Linked DNA regions of Zea mays: region 2 is linked to region 1. Evidence: chromatin contacts called from public Hi-C data. All regions are on one chromosome and are shown on one strand. The core of a region is the stretch at or near the end of the contact, and the rest is flanking DNA. Distances in the headings are between cores, read along the strand shown. Region 1 has its middle 12 kb from the start of LOC542550. Region 2 has its middle 49 kb from the start of LOC100276120.

Region 1 (6,907 bases), core at 3,999-6,498:
AATGCTGGCGCCTCCACCACCGCCTCCGTCACAATTCCCTATGGTATGTACACATATGCGTGTGTGACATTTTCATAGATGTCTTATGTGTTTAAATGAAAAACTGAGTGGTTACTATTTCATGTGCGTGTGTTATTGGGATTTCAGACACCACCCGCTTCAGTTGCCGCACCAGGAGATGAGTCTGGTCAAGACGACACATTGCATTCTTGGGTGAATAACCTTTTCAACACGCATAGTCCAGCAGGAGGAAGTGGCTACTCGAACCATCCAGGCGATGGATATGAGTGATAGTTCATCAAATGTGTCGCTATGTTAAATTTGTGAAACACTTGTTTGCAACCATTTGGAACACTTGTTTGCAACCGTGATTGCAACACTTGTTTGTGAGACACAATGTCAGTTTTTATTTTGGACCTATATGTTGATGTAAAACACTTGTTTGCAACCATTTGGAACTATATGTCGTTATGTTAAATTTGTGAATGTGAATATTTATGTGAGTATATTTGTGATTGTGAATGTGAATACTTATGCGAATGTGTATATTTGTGATTGTGAATGTGTATATCTGCATGAAATCTGTTTTTGTTTTGTAAATGTTAGATTTTTTAAAAAACAGATTTTTGTGTAATTTCTGAAATTTATTATGTCCGACGGCCTGGCGCCAGCCGTCGGACATAAGGGCTGGTTATGTTCGACGGCTTTATATAAATTGTCGGAGATAAAAAACCCCTTATATCCGACGGCTGGCGCCAGGCCGTCGGACATAAGTCTGTGGGCCCCACCAACCGACCGGTAAAACGGTTGGCATTTACTATTTTCAACGGGTGGTGGCGGCCGTCAGAGATAGCTTATGTCCGACGACAGTTGTCGGACATAATCCTATTTTTGACGCCTTATCTCCGACGGCTTAAAACCGTCGGAGATAGGTTAATGCCGTCGGACATAAGCTATCTCCGACGGTTTAAAGCTTATGTCCGACGGCTTTGGCCGTCGAAAGTTGTTTCGTTTACTGTAGTGCATCGCCGAAGAGCACGTGAGCAGATAGCAAGGGGTGGCCGGTGGGCACGGAGCCGTCGTACCTCCAATTCATCTACGCCACCGATCTATGTCCTAGGTGTGGTGAAAGGTGTTCGCCTTGAGGCGTGGAATATGTCACACGACCTTCCCGGACGGGTAGCTGCCCTAGGCGATGGGAATTCCTTGCCGATCTCGGTGGGTGCCGCGAAGCTGCACCAAGTCCTAGGCGAACCCTTCGATGACCTCACTTCAGGTAAGAACCCTACCCGTTTACTCGCCGTTACATCTGCTACGTTATGCTCCGGTCTGCTCGGGTGATAGTGCTTGGTAGGGTCGGGTGGAGGCACGCTGGCGGGGCCTCCGCCGTGGGCGCTGGGGGAAAAATATCGGAGGTTGACGATAAACAAGATTATCGTATTTATCAGAATTTTATTGGTGATAGATAAATTTTTTCGGTACAAATTCGAAGGAAATGACTTATGGCATGTTTGGTTCGTGGCTAACTATGCCACACTTTGCCTAAGGTTAGTCGTTTGAATTGAATAACTAACATTAGACACAAAAGTTAGGCAAAGTGTGGCAAGTGAGGCTGCGATCCAAACATGCCTTTAGTTTGTTTAAATGTCATATAGATTATATTTAGACATTTAACAAATGAAAACAAAACAGACAACCCAATCAAGTAAATTTAGGGTTTTTAGTGTTCCGAAATAAAGTGAGAAGACATATAGATCAACTGACTTCTAATTTGAACATTTTACAGTGCCAATTCAAAAAATTTGAAAATTTCCACTGGTAGAGAAAAAATATCGGAGCTCACCGATAAACAGGAAAATTGGGTTTATCGGATATCATATCGCCGATAAAGTTTTCCCTGGCGCTGGGCACGCCACCGCGCCGCTCGGTCGGAAGGAGGAAAGCGATGTAGTAGTCGTTGATCTGCTATCAAACGGCTAGGATCAGATCATAGCATATCCAGAGACACCGAGCCGTTGATTTCTAGATCAGATCGCGTTTATTTAAAACCAGAACTGTCGGATCGGGATCTAGTGGCCAGGGTCGTGTACCGCTTCGGGATGAGTCCCATCTAATCTGAGCCCTTGATGCTAGATCGAGCGACTGATATAAACCTGTACCCCTTCGGCCAGCATATTTTGCATAAGAGTCCATGTACTCTATATACATAAACCCACCAAACCATAGCAGTTTAGAGATCCTTACGGACCAGTCCAAAATCTTTAGAAAAAGACCCTGAGTTTTAGAATAATATAAGCCGCCTTCTTGAGTTCTAAAATAATCCAGAAAATTATTTTTCAATGTAAAAAAAATAAATGTAAAAGCTTGTATAATTCATAACTTATGTGTTTTAACTCTGTTTTTAGTAGTTCTCGAACCTACGGTCTCGTAGCGACACGTAGAATATCCTTACACAGTTTTTTCTCATGTTTTGGTGTAATGTTATCATATTCATTATTTGTTTATTTGTATGTATTGCTACGAGTAGAAGCAAGATCACGAGAAACCTGACGATCAAATTGGAGAAGTACTTAGAGTTGCACCAAAAAGTCAAGTTGTGTCCTTGATCACTTTCTTTACCTAATAATAATTCTGTTAATCACCGTGGCACTATTAGGTTAAGCTAATGGGACCTAATAGGTTACCTAGTTTGTTTACCCTACACCTTGCAAACAAATGAATTATGTGATAGTCTTGCTATTGCTCTACCTGGTTTTGGGATTAATGCTATATATATGATTTATGATCCTGTTCCAATATGAATTATTATTGTTGGTTACTCTCATGTATGATAAGATAAATTTGTTTAATTGGAACATGGAGCGACCACCCAAGAAAATAGTGCTACCACAAGGGTGGAATGGGTCGCCCTTGGCTGATTAATTAGTAAAGCTAGTGTGAGTTAATCATTTCCCGAAATGGGCAAGCGGGGTGGAGAAGCACGCGACAACGGTCACCTGCAATGGTCAAATCCAATGGCTAGTGGACACCAGACTGTCCAGTGCCTACCACTGGACTATCCGATGTGCCGCAGAGAGCAACAACTTTTCTCCAACGGCTATATTTAAGTTGGGGCCTATATATACTTCTCTCAACTGGCTATTTGAAGGAGTGGGATCCCAAGCAACATATCAACACATGTTATAGACATTACCAAGTGCTCATACACCCAAGTGCTTAATAGAATCACTCGGTGATTAGCGTAGGTGCTTTGCGAAGTGCTTAGGTTAGTTAGACTGCTTATGCGCTTGCTCTAGGTTATTCCTAGTTAGTTGAGTGAATTTAGAAAAACCACAAAACTCCTCAGCTCTTGTGTGAGCCATTATAATTGTACCGAGTGAGGCGAGAGTCTTGCGAGACCGTGACAACCGAGTTTGTGTCACGGCCGCCAACATGGACCGGAGAGAATGAGGCCCACGACGTTTTGGCCGGAAGCTCGATAGTGGAGACGATGGGGATTGTCCGAGAGGAGCCGGAAGTGGAGCACAACTTGCGCGTGGAGAAGGCTCGTGGCTCCCTACGGAGTTACTCTTGCGTGGTGTTTGGCCCTCACGTGGGCTACCCTTTGCGTAGGGGCACCAACGAGGATTGTTCCGGACCTTGCGTGGTTCCGGATACCTCGGTAAAAATATCGACATCATACACAAGAGTTTTCTTTCTCTACTAGCTATCTTCTGTATTTACTCTCTCTACTTAAGTTACAATCTTTACTATTCTTAGTGTAGAATATATAGGATCCGAACTTAGGTTGCATAACTCCTTTTACAACAGAGATAGCAACACAAAGGAAAAATCTAATTTGCACATTCAAGATTGCTTATTTACATAGGTTTAGTTTTAGGGATTTATTTGTTGACTAGGTTAGATAAAAGTGTTTAGAAGTCCTAATTCACCCCCTCTTAGGCATCACAATTTCCTACATCGAGGATCGTTGTCATCATGTGATGTATTTATTTGACTATTTTGTACAGAACCCCTATTTTATAATAAAGATGTGACATTGATTTCTATACCATGAGTTATCATATGTGCGATACTTGATCATAACACACATTTGAGACACACCTAGATTTGCCCTTAAATCCAGATGTGACATACTAAACATAGGTTAAATAAATATCTAATTATAAAACTATGTGATATAATACAAATATTGTTGTTACTGTGTAGAAAAGTTTATTACGAAGCTAACACAATTTGAATGGACTAAAACAGAGTTAAGATGCAAAAGTTATGGGCTAATTTTAGGGTACTTTTAAATGTTTGTTTAGCACATAAAATAGAATCTAGGTGGTTTATTGCAAATACTAGGGACTTCAACGTGATTATTTTAAATAGAACATGGACGGTGGGTTGAATATGTAAAACATAGGGGCTCTTAATGAAAATGCCACGGTGAAGGGGTACAGGATAATCTGAGCCGTCCGATTAAAAACGGACCATCCAGATCATACTCCGAGAGCTATAAAGTGGTACACGATATCACCCGTTCGATTACAGATCAGCGCTCCAGATTTAAAACGCCGGGATCTAATCTCATACGTCCACCATTCGATCAACGGTCAGGATGAAGTGTGACCAAATGGGTATCTTGCATCTAATCGGGGTCGTTTATCAAGCAGCCAACAGCCATGGCCAAACCACCCACTTCACGACGGCCAGCGGCGGCGGTGCCCTATTAGCTGCGGCGGCACCATGGGCGGCCCTCACCCCCACCATGCTCTCGGTTGGCAAACTCCATTCCTGGTTCTACATGTAGAGGATACCAAGGCGAATTCCATGGAAGTGTTCGTACCCTAGATGAAGTAATGGCCGAGGCTCCTAGGTCTAGTCGCCAATACACCCAGGCGCGACCACCACGATCACTTCCGCGGGAACGCAGTGAGGCTCCTAGGTCTGGTACCGACATGGCTCTCGGTGCTTTCGTTTGGGCTCGATGTTTCTCCCATGTTTGACAGGGGTACGGGGATCACTATAAATAGCCTCGTTGCAGCTAGTTCCGAGGGCGGGCGATGGCTGCATCGGTTCTGGGATTGCCGATGGCAACATCGGATAATATTGCAACTAACCGAGAGAGGAGGTTCTGAGGACCCACCTCCACGTGCAAGTGGCATACGTCGAGATCACGCGCGATGAGGGGGTATGGCAAGGATGACGAGTGGACATGCACGACAGCAGCGTGCGTGCTGTGGCGTGGTTGAGAGGCATCCTATGATAGGTGGGCCCCACCTGTCGGCGCTGACGGCTTGCTGGGCTGGCGCTGTGAAGAAAGGGACCGGGACGAGGGAATTAGCCTAGCGCAAAGTTTTCTCTCTCTTTTTCTTTATTATATTCTCTTTTCTTTTTTCCTTTCTATTTTGTTTTCCATATTTCTAATTCAAATTTGGTTTTAAACTTCAAACTTAAATATAATTGCACAAACAAAAGAACTCAGCATGAATGCAAGGTATTTTCACATTAATTATTTTATCTATTTATTTGGCCATTGTTTTACATATGCCATGCACAAACATTATTTGCTTTAAAAGAAAATCTCTATTAAGAGATAACTAATTTAATTTAGAGAATAGATCCTAAAGATATAGTTTAATGAAGGAAATTTAATTCAAATAAGAATATTTTATATAATCTCTCATTTGAAAATGCATTTATTGAAGTCATGGAATGAGTTTTCCCATATTACCCAAAATAAGAATTTGGGTGCTACATACACACACTAGCGCGAGGACGTGGCATAGTATGTCGTGTCGCCGGTGCAGTCGAGGACTGGCGGGACATGTGTCTAGGACCTGTGCGACGCGTATGCGGTACGCTACTCATGGCGTTTAGTGGTTGAGCTTCAAAACCACCCAACACTACAAAGGTCTGGTTTCATCAAGTTTGGGACTGAAAACTCAGTGGTGCGGTTCAGGTGGGAATCGAAGGTGGCATATGGTGTCATCACGAAAGGTGCGTCGAGGCGAAGCAACTTCGTGTGGAACGTGTGGCCGTCAGATGCATATTTCAGGAGTTGGTCCATTTTGCCACTAGTTAAGTGGATGAGCTTTATGTATCTAAGGGTAATTTAGGCTAGTAAAATAACCTCCTATAAATAGGTGGGAGGGCTGTTGTGTGTAGCCATCTCTTTGGCTATTTTATTTAGCACTTGTTAGAAAACCCTAGTTTCCATTTCTTAAGTTGATCTGGTTTTTAGCCCCGAGATCCACAAGTGTTCTTGTTAACTCCACATCTATGTAACCTTGATTTTGAAAGAAAGGATGGCTGTAACAATCCATGATCCAGTGTTTGTTCATATTGTGTCTTCTTGATCTCGCTCGATTTTGAATCACTTTCTTCTCTCTCGACCCATCTCTTTGGATTTTGTGAGAATTGTTGATTTCATGAGTTGGGGATTGTTTTGGGGATTGCCTTGGAGTAAAGACAACTCTCTAGGCCAATGCAATCATCTGGTTTGAGCAGTTTGTGGTCGTGACTTGATCTGAACTCGTTTTGAAAACCCGAACTAAACCGTGTAGTCTGTGTTTTATGATCTGCAATTTATTTACAAATCTGATCGAGTTCAAATTTTGTGGAGACCTTGGAAACTCAATTTTCGAGGTGTTTGCAAACATTTAGATCAATTGGAGTCCATTTGGATCAGTTTCGCATTCGAAAACTAAATTTTGAGCTGCTGAAAACAACACTAAATAGTGACACGGTTTTGGCTGATTCAGACTTTTCAATGTCTGATTTGCGATCCGTTCATTTTGTTGGTCTTGTATGAGTCCTAAGAACATTTTAAAAACATGAGATCACTAGTTCGTTGATGTGCTTTTGTTTTAAGCAACAAATTTTGATTGGCTCCCATTCACCCCTCCCCTCTAGTTGC
Region 2 (6,740 bases), core at 2,608-5,107, 130 kb before region 1:
GCGCCCTTTATCCCTTTCTTGCTCTTGTTGATGTCCTTTCTCATTATCTTTGCTGTTGGTGTGCCAAAGTCCCCAATACTTATCAAATTTATCTTTCATTCTATTCCCCATTGAAACTTGCAAACTATCTTCACTACTCAACCATTCTTGAATCAACATACGGATTTCTCCTATCTCATGAAAGAAACCGTTACTAGTGACTTGGAGGGAAGAAGATATACGAACAGTAAGGTCATAGAAGTGTTGTAGAAATTGTGCCATCTTCTTTGCATTATCCCAATCATCTTCATCAGGATGCCCAGGACCATCTCTTACTTCAGACAAATCAATGACATAATTTGTGTCATCTTCAACTAATTTTAAAAACACTTTCTCATAAACAATTGCAGCCTTCAACATCAAATATGTGTAATTCCACCTTGTTGGCACATCAAGTTTCAAAAATGCTTTGCTGTCCACATTCTCTTCCTGAGCAATTTCTTTGAACTTGACCAATCTTGAAGTCCCATTTTTTATATATCTAACAGCAACCCTAACACGCTTAATAGATTGGTCCACTTCTTGCAATCCATCTCTTACAATAAGATTCACAATGTGGGCTGCACACCTCATATGCAAGTACTTGCCCTTGGCAATGTTGGTTTTCTGCAGATGCTTCCTCAAATAATCAACACCACTGTCATTCGCACTTGCGTTATCCACGGTTATAGTCATTACTCTATCCAAACCCCAATCAGCTAAGCATCTTGTCAAGTTCTTCCCAATATCCTCCCCCTTGTGACCTTTTACCATGAAAAAACTTATCACTTTCTTGTGCAAGTTCCAGTTTTCATCAATGAAAGTTGCTGTAACAGTCATATATCCATCTTGAACCTGAGAAGTCCAAGCATCTGTTGTCAGGCACACTCTCTGACAAGAATCTTTGAACAACTTCTTGAGCTTGGCTTTCTCTTCAAAGTAATGACGTACAATATCCCTTGTGCAAGTTCTCCTAGATGGAACTTGGAAACGAGGACAAGCTTTGGACATAAATTTTCTAAAGCCAGGCTTCTCACCAAAACAAAAGGGTTGCTCATCTTCTATTACCATCTCAGCAAAGGCATCTCTAAGTGCTTCTTGATCAAACCTCCAAGTGGCAGGAGCTTCCCCATGACATGCTTGCAAGGTGCCTTGCTTTGAGTCCTTGTTGAAAACATGAGGATTGCGTTTGCATGTACCAAAGTGTTTCTTCAACGCAGATGTTCCATGCCCCCTTGTGTCAGCCTTGATTTCATGGTGGCAATATTTGCACCTTCCAGCCTTTAGAGACCCTTTGTCATCCTTGATTTTAATAAAATGTTGCCACATCTCAGACCTTGAAGCCATCTCCCTCCTCTCGACTTTCTCTTTCTCCTTCTCTTCCACATTAATGACCATTTTTTTATTGTCGTCAGTTTTGTCTTGCACTTGAGTCTCTACTTGCACCATTGTTGTCTCCTGACTTTCAAATTGAGTCCCGTTGGCTAGTGACTCAATATTATCCTCTGGTTCTGGCATCTACATAAATCAAAATTGAACACTATAATCAATTAATCATTGCAAGAACAATAAATTGTCCTATTCAAGAACAATGTCACTCACAGACTAAAAATAGTAAGGGGAATAGGGTTCCAGGCTGGGACTAGGAAATACATACATTGCACGACGATTCCGATGTGGCTGCCGTCCTTCAATCCCCTAGTCGCCGGCGGCTCGTGATAGGTGACCTAATGATGGAGGTACTGGCTAGGGGCATCGGTCGGTAGTTGGGTACTTGGGTTAGGTGAACCAGCGTGGTGAATAATTGAAGAAGGAACAAGAAAAGAACCAGCGACCTGATGAGTGATGATTGGTGAAGATTGAAGAAGCAGCCGACGTCTGGCTCGGCCGCTGCCTCGGGCACCACCAGTCCACCACGCGCCACCGAGGACGAGGGACTGGATAACTAGAACAATGGAGAAAGGTGTCTTGCGGTGGCGGGTGGCGGCTAGCTACTTCTAGGTTTTGCAGCGTCGCGCCTTACCGCCTGGGCACTTTGGCAGCTTGGCTAATTGGCTTGGTGTGCGGACGTGCTGTGTTGACTTTGTGGGATCATCAGATCATGGGCCATGGCAATATGGCATGTGCACGTGATCATGTCCAGTCCAAGCCCAAGGCCCACTTCTCCACTCCACCAGATGACCAGACGGCCAGACCGGAGACCGGCACAGTGTGCAGTACTAATATGGGTACTTCGGGTACCGGGTGCTACTACCCGAAATACCCAAACTAATTTTGGGTAATAGCATTTACTATCCGGATTAGACTTCGGGTACCACGGGTTCGGGTATTTCGGGTCCGGGTCTAGGTTTTTCGGGTTCGGGTATCGGGTAGCGGGTAATATGCCCAGTCTTATTTACAGATCCCTTGAATCTATATCATCTTTTAGGGACTTGGATTTTCTGGCTAGCCACGGGTCCACTGTGATGTTATTCGACATCCACACTCGTCTCGTGTGCTATGAACTTACTGTAACCACTTGTTGGTAAACCTCTTTCTGTGTGTTTTACCCAAGATGGTGCATCTGATTTTGTTTGGGTAAAATCGAGTATTTACCGCTCGCTCAACAGACTCAGATAGTACAATGTCATCAGAAAAAGCAATCTGCACACATGGAACCTTATGTGTTCCTCTTGCAGACATCATCTCTAACGGTGGACATTTCTAAATTAGCCTAAGGCAATATATGTTATGTCCACTTGAGAAACCACATTCTGAGGCATTCGCCTTCGCTTCGGATTGTCTTAATGTTACCGCTGATATGGATATGGGTTACATGCTTCTCTTTAAAAGTCTTTCGCTCCGAATCCCGGGACGAGATTCTTTTAAGGGGGGAGGGCTGTAACACCCTAGGTGTTTATATTCCGCTCGACAACGAGTACGGATTTAAGCACGTGATATCAGTGAATAAGACGGACACTAAGGTCTAATTATTTTCATCTATCGCGGTTTTAATATCGCATCTATTTCGTCTGTCGCAAGTGCGACGTCGTTTTTATTTTTATCTATCCGGGCTTGTCCTCAATTTTCGTAATATTCGGAACATCTTTGTTCCGAAAATCGGTGCGTCCGGTGATTATTTAAAATTCATCGCTCGCGCGAATCCGAATTCGGAAGCCCGACCCACTCTGATGATTTCTATCCCGACTAAATTTATTTAGTGCTCGACGAATAAAGTTTCGGAACAAATTATCAGAACGAGAATCAGTTTAATCCTATTTGTCTCATTTATCGTCACCAGTAAAATTTTGATCCGACTAATTAGACCACGCCCAAATCCTAATACTAAAACCCGGATGTCTGAAATTTCTTTCGTCAAAATAAACAAGATTTAGATGAATCCTATTTGGTTTCGATTAAATTGAACTGTATCACAGATACCGTCAACTCATTATGCATCGCTAATAATCTAACCGTTTGAAATATCTGTGACTCCAAATCGGGATCCGAAATATCTACGATTCTCTCTTAAAAAATGAAAACAGAAAAAAATCTAAAAAAAAATCTTCCATGGTGCCGTCTTCCTGCGATTTTCTTGAAGCTGCTCAGATCTTTATCCTTCACCGTCTAAGCTCTTCTTATCTCTTCATACGTAGCTTAGCTCTTCTTCTTATCTCTTGGTACGTAGCTTCTGCTTGATCTTCTCCAGCCTTCGAATTGTCTATGCTCGCTCAATCACAGGCCTGGCCTTATCTGCCGCTGCTCCTGATTTTTTTTCAGTCGGCGTCGTTATCCTGCGCCGCTCAACTCTGAGAAAATGAAATCCCACCGCCCAGCCTTTAGGGCATGTTCGGTTGTACCGGAATGAGCCAGGATTCATTCCAGTTCATCAAAATCTATATAAATTAGAGAAGTAATCCGGCTAGGAATTAATCCGGGGCTCCAATCCGGAACAACCGAACAGGACCATTCATCTCCTACGCGAGCTCGTGCTCCTTCCCAGCCCATCCCGCCGCTATCCATCTTTGAGGCTGCTTGCTCGCCCTCTGCGCACTGCTCCCTGCCGCGAGCCCCTGCTCCTGCGCGTCGCGCGTCCGGCCCCTGCTCGACCGCGCGTTCCCCTGCGCCCAGAAATTTTCTCTCTCCCTCGCGTCTTCATCTCTCTGCTAAGCACGGTTCCTTTGCTGCACGCCGTGGAGCTCCAGCTCGGTGTTTCCCAGCTCGTCAGCGCTCGGCTCCAGTCCTCCAATGGCGCGCGCTTCTTCCTCGCGCGAGCCCCTCTCTGCTCGGTCATGGCCGCCGTGCCGAGCTCGCCTCCGACCCCTGCTTGTCGCGTTCCTGCGCGCCGTCGCTTTGCTGCTCGCTTTGCGCGCGCGGTATTTTTTTTCAGCTCGCCGGAGCTCTCAGCTCCCTCGGTGCTCTCCTCTGCTCGACCGCGCTCAGCTGCAGCTCGTCGTGCCCTCGCTGCTCCCTGCTACTTGTTCTTCTCTACGCGACAGAGAGTTTTCTCGCCACGTTTGGATCTCGCCTGGTCACCGTCGTCGCTCTGCTCAGCGTTCTGCACCTCCTCTCGGCTCGGTCATGACATCGCCATCGTTCCTCAGCTCGCTGCGCGCTGAGCTCCCTTGTCGTAGTTTTCTACTTCCTTGTCGCGTGTGCAGCGTTTCATGGTCCTTCGTCGTGCCGAGTTCTCCTCTGCACGCAGTCGTGTCCTATTTTCTGCTCGCCAGCGTGTCCTCTTGGTTCGCTCGGCTTTAATTCCCAATCACATCGTCGACCTCATTCGTCGTCACGTCGTTCACCGTCGACCTCGCTTAGCTAGTCGACCATAGTCGCTGCCGCACGCGCTTGTCCCTAATGCCCATCGCGCGGTATTTAGCTCTCGCCGATTGGTTGTTCTTGTCCGCCGTTAATTCCGCTTCGCAGCTCGCCTGCTGTTGTGGTGCTGACATCCCACGACACTCATGTCGGTGCATCGTTGCCTGGCCGAGAGTTGTCGCCACTAGTTCGCTTTCGTCTAAATTACCACCGCGGATGCTTAGGTCTCTAGCCGCGCGTCTTTTCATCTTGCACGCATGATTTTGAAACTCTGCATATTCGTCGTCCTCTAGTCCCAGCCCGACCCATCCGTGCGTTCGCTTTTCATCCATCGAGTTTCGCGCGTGCTCGCGTTTACCGTCGAGTCGTGGAACCCATCATCCTCTGCTCAAACCCCACCTCACCAGCTCGCTTCTAACACGATCTCGTCATCAAGCTTCGCCTCAGCCCTAGCTCGTCAGTCACGCTCGCCAGATGTTCGATCAAGGACTTCAGCTGAATGTCGTCGTCGTTCAGGCAACTACCAAATCGAGTTGTGATGTGGTGAGCCGATTCGCTATTTTTACTATCGATTTTATGATCGTAAAATAAGACGCTACGTATGCGTATACGATTAAGTTAGCAATACCAGTAAGGCGAGGTATGCTTCGAGGAGTTTAGTTGCCGAATATATTCGAACTAGTTCTATTTTGTAGAATATAGTATTTCGGTGACGCGTAGGTTAAATTTAGTATTTTAAAATGTCTAGACAATAATATTGTTAGTATTACTATTGACGAATTATAATTGTTTGATAAAATTAAATTGGTTCTTGGGAAGCAAGGTGGTATAATTTATACAGCGGGGGATGAATTTAGCATTTAGCCAATTAGCTAATGAGTTGTGTTTAGGCTGATTATGTTTAATGTGTTGTTCGTAATGTTTACGTTAGGTTCGTTTAATCTAGAAAACCGTGATTATTGCGCTTAGTCGTACGTCGGTAACTAGTATTTCCATATAAACTTGTACAACGCTTCGCCGCTAGGTGTTTAATTCGCTATCGCGAACACTATTTAGGTTTGCGATATTCCTGTCTATATGCATTCATGTGCATAGTGCATTTCATTCAGGTATGTTAATTAATCGTGTGATGCGGAAGACGAGCCAAGTCGACCCCAAGCACGGGCTACTCCGCATAGTGAAGTTGATGGACCAACAAGAAGATGGTTAAATCAAGCAAGTGCTCGGTCGAGGGGCACTCGTCAAGCGGACATCATCTAACAAACACTAACGTAGTGTTTATTCCAGGCAAGCCCCGGTGCATGCAACCCCTTCCTTGTGTTTTTAAATAATTTTGGCACACTTTAAGTCTAGTGAAATGTGCATTAGGTTTATAGGAGTTGCTTGGAACCCTTTGATGCATTGCCTTCCTTGATATCCATACCTTTATAGATACTTCTGGTGAAGTATCAAAATCTAATTTACAAAAATGCTTAGCCCTGCTCAGATCTTGTGGATAGAGGTTGTCTTTTGCATTAAGGCCTAGCTCAGGGGTTATCCTGAGGAAAGATGACTTCTACCTACAAGAATATTTTCATTGAGAGCGTGGTGGGATCTTACTGCAAAGTTCCCTGTGATGCTCTTTTCATCCTAGGAACATAAACAATCCTAAGGATGGAAGTACTTAACTCGAGACTTGGGTTAGGAACAGGTGATGCTCCACCCAGGTTAATTAAGGATTGGATGCGTATGTAGGCCTGTTGATCAAGGACTATCTTAACTAGCCACATGCCCTGGAAATGGGACAGGGTAAGCTTGAACCCGGCTATTCCATACATGAAAAGACAATCGCGCACTGGGAGTGGAGAGATGGCGAGAGTGGCACGTACCCTCCTGGCAAAGGACCGCCTAAAAGGGGTGGTGTGCTCTCGGGTGGCGCAGACCTG

Evidence for each region. A called contact is a pair of places that touch in the nucleus more often than the background predicts.
Region 2: a Hi-C map of leaf shows a contact between it and region 1, with 5 times the contacts expected there. The contact joins two enhancer-like sites. A contact is called at or near these places in 5 of 25 Hi-C or Micro-C datasets (bundle sheath, ear and leaf).

Annotation. Positions count from the first base shown.
Region 1 is chr10:114,193,097-114,200,003 of Zm-B73-REFERENCE-NAM-5.0, reverse strand. No RefSeq gene overlaps it. Among protein-coding and RNA genes, the nearest start is that of LOC542550, 12 kb to the right of the region's middle. Within about 2 kb of position 5,248, at least 18 of the 20 cell types and tissues checked have an H3K27ac peak or open chromatin away from gene starts, as enhancers often do. A contact at or near this core is called in leaf, where this site is marked.
Region 2 is chr10:114,321,583-114,328,322 of Zm-B73-REFERENCE-NAM-5.0, reverse strand. No RefSeq gene overlaps it. Among protein-coding and RNA genes, the nearest start is that of LOC100276120, 49 kb to the right of the region's middle. Within about 2 kb of position 3,857, at least 4 of the 20 cell types and tissues checked have an H3K27ac peak or open chromatin away from gene starts, as enhancers often do. A contact at or near this core is called in leaf, where this site is marked.